2 separate regions of the Anas platyrhynchos genome follow, and region 1 is linked to region 2. The links are chromatin contacts, called in public Hi-C maps. All regions are on one chromosome and are shown on one strand. Each heading gives the region's core, a stretch centred on a gene start, on an enhancer-like site or on the middle of the called end of the contact. The rest is flanking DNA. Distances are from core to core; before and after follow the strand shown.

Region 1 (5,250 bases), core at 1,204-3,703, 160 kb before region 2:
GTCATCTCACTAAAGACATTTACAAACGGACTTGTTCAGCTTCATTTTTCTCAATTTTCCTGGTAGCACGGTATATTACTTTGTCAGTTTTGCAGGTGAAGCAGTGGAATCACTGTTTTCTGAAACCTTAAAAGCCGTAGATGCTGAGAGTGTTTGGGACCTCCTCTATAGGTGTACGCTAGCTGGCATGGCAAGCTCCTACTGGAAATGGCTGCGGCATTACCCCTGAACAGCAAGGTAACTTCAGCACAGTGCCATGAAGTTATGTTCCAACTGTGAGCTATTTTATTAGGATGATGAGAGAGAAGATAGATCCAGCCTTGCTGGATAAAGGCAGAGGAAGTCCAAGTTATGTTGCATTCTAGGTTCTTTATTTGTGGGACTTACTTTCCTGTTTCAGGCTCTTTCACAGTTGCCTACCTGTTAATTTATCTTTATTGGAGTTGTGGAAGAAGGTGCTTGTAGTCTTGGTCCTGTAACGCTAGTTGCTGAAGTCTTTAGGAAAAAGTAATGCTGTGGATCACTTTTATTTGTACTCTAAATTAGTTTTATTTTTATGGAAGTGAGGCAGAGCATAATACTTAGACTTCTGGCCTGTCTGCACTCTACGCAGGATAGCCCTCTGTCTCATGCAGCATGTGCAGTTCAGTGTAGGACCACTCAGGGTGTTTTCCTACCATGTTACAAAGTTAGTTCTATTTATCTCTTCATGGTGTGTCCCAAATATCTGTGTCACTCCAGGGTACTGATTCAGAATTGAGTGCCATCTCCTATCTTCTGTGTCTAGCCTTTAAGGTGTGGTGAGATTTCTCTGCAGATCTCTCTCTGAAGTTTGGGCCAAGCCTGCTCTGCTTAGATAAGAACTATCAGTGGTGACTGCAGTTGTCTCTAACACTGGGCAAAGTTATCTTTAGCTGTCTTCCTGTGCTGGCTACTCACACGTTTTCTCCATGAGCACTACAGAATTTCCTCTGCTCAGTAGGGTGTCAGCTCTGAAGCTTAATTAGCACTGGTGTGGTTAGGTGGTTTGCTGCTCAGCACAGGTTTAAAATAAAGTTGGTGAAGAAGCTTCATGGAGGTTGCTGCTTTTGTTCATGTTTTCCCTTCATTATTACTGCATTTGTGTCAGTGACCGCTTCAGCCTTGCAAGCAAGAACCCTTAAAACCTGTCCTAGCCATCTCTAGTACGATGCAAGAGGTGACTGGGATGTCCTGTCATTGGAGGGAAGTTGGAAGAAGACCAGGGTATTGTAGTAACAACCCTTTCTAATCCTCTTAATCTAAATTGCTTTGAAATGAATCACGTATGTATATAGTCAGCTCTGGTGCACTGTATAACTACACCGTGCCATACACTTGTCACTCATTGGTTTGAGGCTTCTGCCCTCAAAGAGGGTACCTGGCACCCTCTACCGCTATATTTTCCACTGTACTTCTTTATTTTAAGCAGTATTTACGTTTCCCAGACTGACAACCACTGCATTGGGATTCCTGAGAGCATCACTAGAGACAAAGAACACCCCCCACCCCCATAAAAAACAATTTCTGATTTTTTCCCCCACCTCTTTTTCTATAACGTGCCTTCTAAAATCATTGGATCTAAACACCTTGAGGAAAAAAAAATTGTAAAGGTAAAAATAAACCCTGAAAAGTAGGTTTGCACTTGGCAGCTTACATCTAATAAGGGGGATGAATATTTCTAAAGCTATTCTGTTAATGAAGTAGTATTGTGGAAGTGTACCACAGTGTTCTCCTGCGAAATACTTCAGGCCTTGAGCACAGGGGCTTAACCCAGGGACATTTTAACTTAATCCTCCATGGTAGCTGATTACAAAATGTTGGTTGCTTTTAAAGTGATAATCTCTTTACTCCTGCATCTGTTGTAATTATGGAAAATCATGCACAGAGGGTACTAACCAGTGTTTCCTCACTTGCCAAGTAGAACTGGTGGTGCCTAGGACACGAGCATGCATGAACTCAACGAACTCTCTGCAGGGTAGGTTGGAGAAAATCACAAGTTGGTACCTGTAGAGATAACACTCAGAGATGCAGAATGATCCATTGCCCACACTTGGTAGTGGACGTGGGCGAGGAGGAAAGCTTGTACAGTTACCTCCTTGAGAGAATCACAACCAAGACTCCTCTAAGGGTTTCCATGAGGCAGGAAAAGTACTTTTCCCCAGGACCTCTTGCTTTGAGGCTCCTGCTGTTCCTGCCTCTCTGCACAGGGAGGTGTGCCCACCTAGCTTTTGCGTTGGGCTTTCTCTGCTACTCTGGTGGCTCTGTGTGCTCCCCAGGAGGGCTTCAGGCAGTCGGGTGCTCCTGCTCCCAAACCAGTGGGTACCTCTAGCCTTCCCTTCCCGTTATACAAGCAAGAGACAGCTGTAGTGATCAAAGACAAACTGGAAGTCTCAGAGGTGTGTGAATGGCTGCTGAAGCATTTTAACCAGTCTCCACTGGTTCAGCCCCTCAGTTTCATCTGTCAGGCTTGTCTGCTCTATCCTAAAAGAGTAAGTAAGACCTCGCTGCCGCTATCCCTCCCCTTCTTAAAGGTGCCTTTAATTATGAGCTGCCACAGCTCATGAGTCTGGCAGATGTCATCAAGGGCAGACAGTTTCTGAACACGGACCACCTAATCACATCTTCACTGCTAACAAAGCAGAGGGAACAGTCAACTCATATCTCTTCTGGTGGTTTAAAAACTAATTAGTCTGTCTCTTGAATGAAAACCAAATGATTTCACTCAGGGAGCAAAATGTTCAAGGACAATCCTTAATAAACAGATCTCACAGGCCAGCTGGAAATGCAAATAGTCAATTCCCCTACAGTGTCCTGGAGCCCACGTGTATTTTCACAAGTTGGTGTGGTAGCAGTGTTATCAAACAGAAGTTGTCCAGCAATTTTCCCTCAAACATGAAGGTGAGATCTGCTTTCTGAGTGGTTTGAAAACAAACAAACAAACAAACAAGCCCACCTACTTTTGCCCTCAAATCTTTGCTTGCAAAGCAAAGGAGCAAAAGGGGGTCGGAACCCAGAAAAACAAGAAGGACACTTGTGTCAGAAGCTGATGGAATTTATTCTTTATATGTATTTTGATGTGTTACCACTTTGAATGTAGATGTAGGGTTTGGATTGCTTTCTAGTGTGGCAGATTTAGTGTAGATCTTCAGGAAAAATGTTTGATGTTGGAGATGTTATAGAATTGATCAGACTAGCATCTGAAAGGAAATATCAGGGTAAACTTCATTTTGTTTTAGAGCAAAAAGATGGACTTCATTAACTGAGGGGCTCTTTCAGCTCTGTTCTTCCACTGTGCTGCATTTCTAGTCAGTCTGCCTTTGTTGATGTAAGTCTGTCTGGGACCGTGAGCTACCAGTAATGCCTGATAAGCAGAATGGCTTTAGGTAGCCAGGAAAAGGGAGCTGGGAGACCTCCGTTCTCTTCCTGCTCTGCTAACTGGCTGCAGACAAAACTTTTTGCCTTCCAAGCAAACCATCCACACTATATCCCTGTCTTTTCCAGTTGGAGATCGATTGGTGCAGGGCTGTTTCTCAGCCTGTGTTTGTGTAGCACAGCACAGCTCCAGTCTTTCGTACAAAATGATAATAACATTGATTTCTAGTTTCAATTACAAATGAGGAAGGTGTAAAGGGCTGATGTTTGAACGTTTCAGGTGTTCTCTTAATAAGCTAGGTCCTTGTTAGTCATATTTTAAGGAGTATCACAAGGGAATATTTTAAAACATCAGGAATTGCTCCTGAGAGCAGGTTGTGCGTGGAAGAGTGGAGCTGGCAAGACAGGCAAATATTGGCTTTGTAAAGTGGGTACATTTGCTGGTTGTTTTGTGTCTTCTGTGGGGGCTGAAGGATGCTGTAGCCCTGGCAAGAATCTAATAACTAACCAAGATCTAGAGCCAAACACAAGTTTCTTATGTTAGCAGCTGGGACTTAGCATGCAGGTTTGGGTCCTGAGCTATGGTGTTTTTGTGCCTTTCCTTCAATCTGCTGTCTGTTGGATTTTTGTTCTCAGTTGAGGGGGGAAGAATCGCTCTGATCATTGCTTCTGACATCTGTTTGGTGAGGTAGGTAGTCACATGCGTAGCTTTCTCTCCTCTTTCTGGTTTTGCCTGATATTCCTGACCTGTCCCTCACAAAGAACATGCTGGGCAGCATAGAGGGAGATGTGAGCAGTGCAGCCCTCTTCCTTCGCAGCTCCACTGTTCTTTATATCTCGTCTGCTTGTCTGAGTGCACATGGCACAATGTGTTCAGGTGCTGAACATGGTGTATGACTGCACCACAAACATAACACAAGTGCTTTTTCAGCAGCAGCTCCTATTTTATAATATATACCATCAGGGAGCAGTTCGATCAGTACTTTTTTTTTGTTATCATGATGCCTGACACTCAATCTTATGTTAGTTTTCATTCTGTTCCTCAAGTGCATACTGCTGCATTTATGCTAGAGACCTGTGCCTTGCTTCAGTTCTGAAACGCAAATGCTGTATGAAGGAGGGAGTAAGTGGAAAAAAAGGCTTCCCTTGCTCTGCCTGGTGCTGCAGGAGCAAAATACCTCACATCTACGTGTGAGTGGAACAACTGGGGCTAAGTAGCACTGTTTCCCAAGGAGGTGGTTTCAGCTTTCCAACATCAGGTTGTTGAGTATAGCCCAGTAATTGGAAGTGGTGTTTTTGGCAGCAGGGTGTAAGCTGGAAGCCTGCCTCTGAGAGGACTTAAAGTACTCCAGCATTTGTCTGTCCTCCCCTGTAGGCATTCAGTACGGCTCTGCCTTCCAGTGCCCTGGTTATGGCCAAAGAAGGGTGTGAGTGGGGGAGAGAAAGCTATTTCCAAGGGTAGGGAGGGGATGCTCTTTGTTCTGTTTAGACACTTCTGCATCAATTTTTACTTGATATCTGATTGTATATAAAGTCAAATACCTTAAATGAGCATAGGTAAATACAGGTGTATGCTAATTTGTTGCTCAGGTGCTGACTTGGAATGGTGGTACGCTTCCAAACTGGGGTTTTACTCATTTTTATTGATTCCAAAGTTAAATCAGTTCATTTTTATTCTTAGCATGTGTTTCAGTTCCTTTTTTTAGAGAATTGTTTATTCCTTTTAAAGCACATCATGTTAGGGATTATCCTAGAACTGAGGGACATCAGCGAGGAGTTCCTAGAGATCGATGAATGAATCTTTTTTGAAGGTCATTTAAAAATCTGTTGGAGTATTGAATGCTGCTCATGGTGTGG
Region 2 (5,906 bases), core at 953-3,452:
CCCTGAAGGAGCAGCCAGCAGTAGAGGCTGGTGAAGCCCTCTTCTTGCTGATGCTAAGGACAGGCGTGGACTTGCAGGGATTTGTGCTGTTTGGTCTCATCGTTTGCTCCTGCTCGTCCCAGTGCTGGATAACCATCTGCTGAAGTTGAGGTTATTTCTAGTGCCTTGGGCAAATTTTTACTTCTGCTTTCTAGCTCATTAGTTGGGTGCCTTTTTCCCCACTGTTGTGCATGGTAAGCCTGGACCCAAAAATGCAGCCTGCTGCACATCTGCAGAGCAGCTGGTTCTGCTTCTACATGCAGTACGTTATGGAAGAGGGCTTGGGATGCTTGTAGGATGTTTTTGCTACAAATGGAAAAGGTGGTATCTTCTCCTCGCCCAAACAGACACTGTCTCAGGTTATAGCTTTGCCTAACTTCTTGTGAGCCCAGATCTTGGTGGGAACATGTTGGCACTGCAGTGTTGTGCTCCTCCACAGCACTAATTAGCCTTCATTGGCCTAGTTCTTCACTGACACCGGCCTCCTGTCAACAGCCTCGGGGATATGTAGATACAAAGGTGTCACTTCTATTCCACTGCTTATATGGAAGGGTTGGTGATGGAGCTTGGAAGAAGGAGGTTTGAAATTCCCGCTTGCTCTCCACTGCCGGTTTCTGCTTTCTCCTCCCAGCAGATTAGGAGGTATCTGTATTTCAGGTTCATTTTGTTCTAGTTTTAATGGAGAATGCCTGCTGGTATTTTCCAGTTGACTGCATTTATTTTAGAGAGCGATCTTATAATTTTGTCATTCAGTGTGGCCTTCTGTTCCCTCTAGTGGTGACTGGGCTCTCTGTAAGGCATAGCTTCATAGGGAGTTCACCTTAGGTCTGTGCCTACTTCCAAGATCTAATTTACCTCCATCTATATTGCTCACACACAGATATTCAGTCAGAGGGCATGGAACCCAAGCTTTGGAGTCTGAGTATCATCCTAGCGTGCTTTACACAGCCTGCTGGGTCAAGCCCCAGCAGGTGTCCCAGAAGCACTTTGGTTTCCACCACTGCAGGCACAGGATCTCTCCTGCCTGGACCTGCATCTTCTGAAGAGCAGATCCACAAGCAGGTGGAGGTCAAACTAAAAGCACAGTGTACAAAAGGAAGGTGCGTGGATCATAGGGCTGGGTGTGCTTGGGCCAAGATCTTCACCTCGCCATGTAGACATGCTCCTTTTAGGGGCCGAGGAGCCTGCTGTTGCCTTGGTGACTGCCGCTGGCTCTGTTAGTGCAACCAGGAGAGTTTAATCCAGTATGGTCCAGAGGATTAAGGACAAGTCCCTGCAGTGCCGTGCAAGAAGGGGTGATTTCAAGGGTGATGTGAGGCAGATACCATTTTTTATGTTATGTTTAGCCCACATGGGAGTACTGGATTGAGTAAGTTATCTGATTATCATTCAGCACGCTGCAGAGAGTGCATTATCCTTCCTATATTGCAGAAGCCCTTAATTTTTGAAAGGGACAAGAACTTCCCTGGGGACTGCCAGTTCTCTGTCAGCAGTACCATCAACCAGCAGTAGTTTCTCAGGCTTTTGCAATGGAAACGAAACCTCTGTCTAAAGGAAAATAAGTAATAATGTTGTATTAGTCCCTGACAAGTGTACAGGAGTATGTGCTAGCACCATCTAGCCAGCATCTCCATCATTGCATCACCAACTGCCTCTTTCTCCCTATTTTTTCATCTTGCAACTCAATGCAAGTAGTTGCTCTGTATTTTAAGCTCCAGCTCTCAATTACTGCCTTATATCCTTTGTCCTCTGGCATAATTGCACATCCTCCTCCATTCCCCACTGTCTGTCATGGAGAGGATGCAATCTTGCAGGCGAAGCCATCGACCATGTTCCAGTGCTTGGGGTGAGGAGGAAGGGAGATGTCCTGGTGATCTCCCAAACCTCAAACCCCTCTGAGAAGGGTGAAGCCAGACTAATTCTGAACTGTGCTTACCATGTCTGAAACAGGGAGAAAATGGCTATACTGAAGCTCCCCCTAGGAAAGCCCTAAAACCAGGGAGTTGTGAGGTCAACTTGCTGCCTGCCTTCTCCAGAGGGGGTAGCCCCAGGCACGAGTCCCCTGGACCCAACTGCCTCATTTCTAGACCGTGTGTCCAGTGCAGCAGGGGAGTGGCCAGACGAGCAGCAAGTAGTCACCTGAGGCAAGTAATCACCATAGATCAGGCGATGCTGTGGGGACAGCCATCCTTGCACGCTGTGTAAGCACCACCCAGCTCTGTCCTGGAGCTTGTACAGCTCCTCAGCTCAGCTCCTGGCCTCCTTTTTTGGGCTGTGCTCTACCTGGGCGGTGACATGGAGGTGGCACAGCTGCGTGTGAGTGAGAGCAGGATATCCCTGCAAGCCCCCGTTCCTTGTCCCCAGCAGCGTGTGAAGGTCGCCGGCTCCTGGGTAAATTTCCATCGGATGCGGCACTCTCCCCTTGCGACTCAGCATTTCTGACACCCGACTGCAGCCTCTCCTTCGCATCTGATCATTTTCTTGGTGAGAGGAGCTAACAGCCGTTACTAGAGTGATTTGGCCACTGGCCAACAATGTGTATATTACTCACACATTTCCCTCCTAGCAAAAGGCTTTTCTTTTTTCTCAGTCTGGTTGCAGCCTCTTCCTATCTTCATCATTAGATTGCTCAGAAGGTCAGTGCTAAAAGAGAAATCTCCAAGGCTTTTTTTACAACCCAGACTAAGGGCCAGGGGGAGGGAGAGCCCAACCGAATTGATTCTTCACTAGGATTTTCTCTGATGCAGCTGAAAACACAGTCCTGGAAAATGGGATATTTATAGAAACCGTACTGCCTCAGTTGGGTAGATCTCAAGGTCGCCTGATGATCACTGCAGAAGGAATGGCCAGATATCTGTTGCCCCAGCATCATGAGACGTTAGACCTCAGCACTGAAATCTGCATACAAAATGGGATCCTACTCCTCTCCCTAACAACCAGAAACACACAGCCCAGTATTGAGGCTGCTCAAAATGCCTGCATAGCTTTTTTTTTTTCTCCCTGCTGCGAGAACATTAAGCTATTAACTCTAATACCCTCTGAGGTAGAACCAAGCTTGTCTGTAGCTCATTTCACATATAGGGCATCTTAGGAGTTTGCTTTTACAACAGATGAAGGACCGAGTGCTGGCCAGGAGCCAGTTCTCTGATTTGTGAGCCCTGCCCATCCCTTGAGGGAATTCTGCCTGGAGGTGCTGCATGCCTGAGTCCCCAGAGAGGAAAGAGGAGCAGAGCACTCCTGCTTTCACTACATCTCCTACATTTCTGCACAAAGACAAGCCCTATCCACATTGTCAGGTGAGCACAGTCCTTTCACTGCCCTCATGCCCCCAAAAGTGCCCAGCTGCCAAAGAAATCTTCAGTAAGAGGTAAAGGTGAGAGCATGGTTGGGACCGCAGCTATTTCATGCTGGCCCACACAGGGGGCCAGGCATAAAGAGTGAGGGATCTCCACTGGAGAGAGCAGAGTCCACTGTCCTGAGGTGGCTGCCCACTTCTGAAGGTTTAAAACACTCTCCCCTTCAAAAACATTAAAGGCAAACTAAATGCAACCTCTAGACAACCTTCCTGAATTGCCTTTCCTGAATACAGAGGAAAATCTTCCCTAATGTTTTGTTTCTGCTCTATCTTTTCTCCAGCGGGGGTGCTTGCAAGAACCTTAAAGTTTTGTGTACAGGGTTGATAGGGTAAATTAGGGTAATTATTCATATTGTCAAACATTTATTCTGCTGTGAACCGAAATACTTGATCGCAGTGACAGTATTGTAGCCAACACAATACAATGCAAAGCAGTAATAAAAGCCAAATGTATCCACACAAAAAAAAAGTCAGTCTGTGTCACAGTGATCTGTGACAAGTGTGAGAATAACCACGTGGCAGCTGCAACCAGGAGCAAGCAAAGCATGCAGCAAGGCTGAGCTCTCACGAGTATCCTGCATGAAGGGTACGTTTTTGCTGTTGCATGACCTTGGTCAGATTGAGCTAGACCAGCAAATACAAGAGTGCCAAGCTGTACTGGAGCGTGTCCTCTGCAAAGGAGCGCCCACTCAAGTGAGGCCGTAGGGCTTGTGCAATCATTTGCCAGGTCCTCAGCCCTGCAGCACCCCACGGATACATTTTATTTAATTTTTTTTCTGTGTAGCTGGAAGCCGGTCTGGGTGTCTCCATGGAAATAATAGAAATAATGCCTGCCCATCAGGCTGCATTCCAGGTGGATTTAAAGCTGGTATACCGCGTGGTAGTGAGGGGTCATTTCTGAGGTCGGAGGAGTGAGTAGGTAGCTGACCAAGAATATGTGGCCCAGGGGAAGGAATGGAAAAGCACTGGGAGACCAGCGGGTTTGAATACAGCGGCTAACAACCTGAGCCGGAGCCAGACTGAATGGCTCATTGCACTCAGGTGGAAGGTTCTTGCGGGTCAAGGGGAACTGGATAAGGAAAAAGCCAGTGCAAAAGCTCAAATGCTGCAAGTGAAGGTGAACACTGAGTGTGAACATGCAGTGCTGCAAAGAAGGGTGTGCAAAGACAAAAATGAGACACATGGCAAGGCAGCCCAAGGTGTTTAACCAGTGAAAGCCAGAGCAAACCTCCCTGGTCTGGGAAGGAAAACTTATGGATTATATAGGTTTAAAGGTGGATCCTATGGGAAAAGCAGGGGTTCCTTGTCTCTGAAAAACAGAGGCTGTAGGAGGATATGAGTTCCTAGCCAAGGATGGTCCATCTTGCTAGGACTTGCATGAAATTGAATCCACTGTAGAGGATTCAGACAAGAAGGGCTGCAGCTAATACACATGACATTCTGAAGGATTAAAAGGATGATTTTTCATGGGACAGATTACATTAGGGAGGTTGACACTGTCACATCAAGGTGAGTCCTATTATCCACCCAGGAGTACGCATGACAAATACGAGAGGTCCACTGGAGTATGAAATGTAGAGGCAGCCTAGTTACATGGGAGGAGCTGGTGAATGCACTGGTGGGAGAGAAGCCTGTGACTATATGCTGTTTATCTTGTTAAACTTTAAAAACTGGGGCAGAGCTTGACTCTGTTGTGGGCTCAGTGTTGTGTCAGCCATATTTTGGAGCTTGTAGGGTTGGCTTTTAGTTAGCAAGTTCCAGCTTAGCAGAGGCAAATGGTGCATCAAGCACCCAAAATACAGCCTGTCATAGGAATTCAATACTATTTCTTGATAGATGATTTAGCTTTTCATTTGAATGCTCTCAGAAGGGAAATATGTTGCCCTGATCTGCCAGATACCTGGATGATTAATACACAGCTGAGGTACTGAGTGTCTTCAGGTGGCCTCACAAAGGTGTCTGGTAAACAACAAAGACAAAGCTGTAGCTCAGACATTGCGGAAGCCTTTGTCTGCTCTTTTTTCTCTTATTTATCAGCACTTGTGCACTGAAGAAGAACTGTAGCGTAATCAATTATTATGCTTATGCCCCAGTCCATGCGATCAGGGCTCGAGCAGAATCTCTTCGTAGGTCTCACCCTAACAACAACTCGATATTCACTCTCTCCCGGAGGATGTGGGAGCAGGAATTAATCTGTACATTTCAATGTACACAACCAGCCCCAACAACACAGCATGCTAAAGGGGCCCTGCAGGTACTGTACAAGTTAGGGCCACGCCAGGTAAGAGGGACATCATCTGTTCATTCGCTGCCTCTAACACCATTTTGTGCTTCTCAAATTCTACAAAGTCAGGAGAGGCTCCTCCTGCTGTGCACATTTTTGAGAGACCTCCAAATAGAACGACCTCCTTTTCTGCTCCCTTGGTGAGAGGACACCCTTCTGCCTACAGTGAAATGAAGCAAATAATAGCATCTGCAAGTCCAGGGGGCATCTTTCAGCCCAGGAAGCTTG

What was found. Hi-C and Micro-C count contacts between places; a contact is called where the count stands out from the background.
Region 1: a contact with region 2 is called in a Hi-C map of small yellow follicle, with 4 times the contacts expected there. The contact joins two enhancer-like sites. A contact is called at or near these places in 2 of 8 Hi-C or Micro-C datasets (F5 follicle and small yellow follicle).

The regions. Positions count from the first base shown.
Region 1 is chr1:88,546,839-88,552,088 of IASCAAS_PekinDuck_T2T, reverse strand. No RefSeq gene overlaps it. Among named protein-coding and RNA genes, the nearest start is that of TBX19, 42 kb to the left of the region's middle. Within about 2 kb of position 2,453, at least 3 of the 8 cell types and tissues checked have an H3K27ac peak or open chromatin away from gene starts, as enhancers often do. A contact at or near this core is called in F5 follicle and small yellow follicle, where this site is marked.
Region 2 is chr1:88,382,282-88,388,187 of IASCAAS_PekinDuck_T2T, reverse strand. No RefSeq gene overlaps it. Among named protein-coding and RNA genes, the nearest start is that of DPT, 22 kb to the left of the region's middle. Within about 2 kb of position 2,202, at least 5 of the 8 cell types and tissues checked have an H3K27ac peak or open chromatin away from gene starts, as enhancers often do. A contact at or near this core is called in F5 follicle and small yellow follicle, where this site is marked.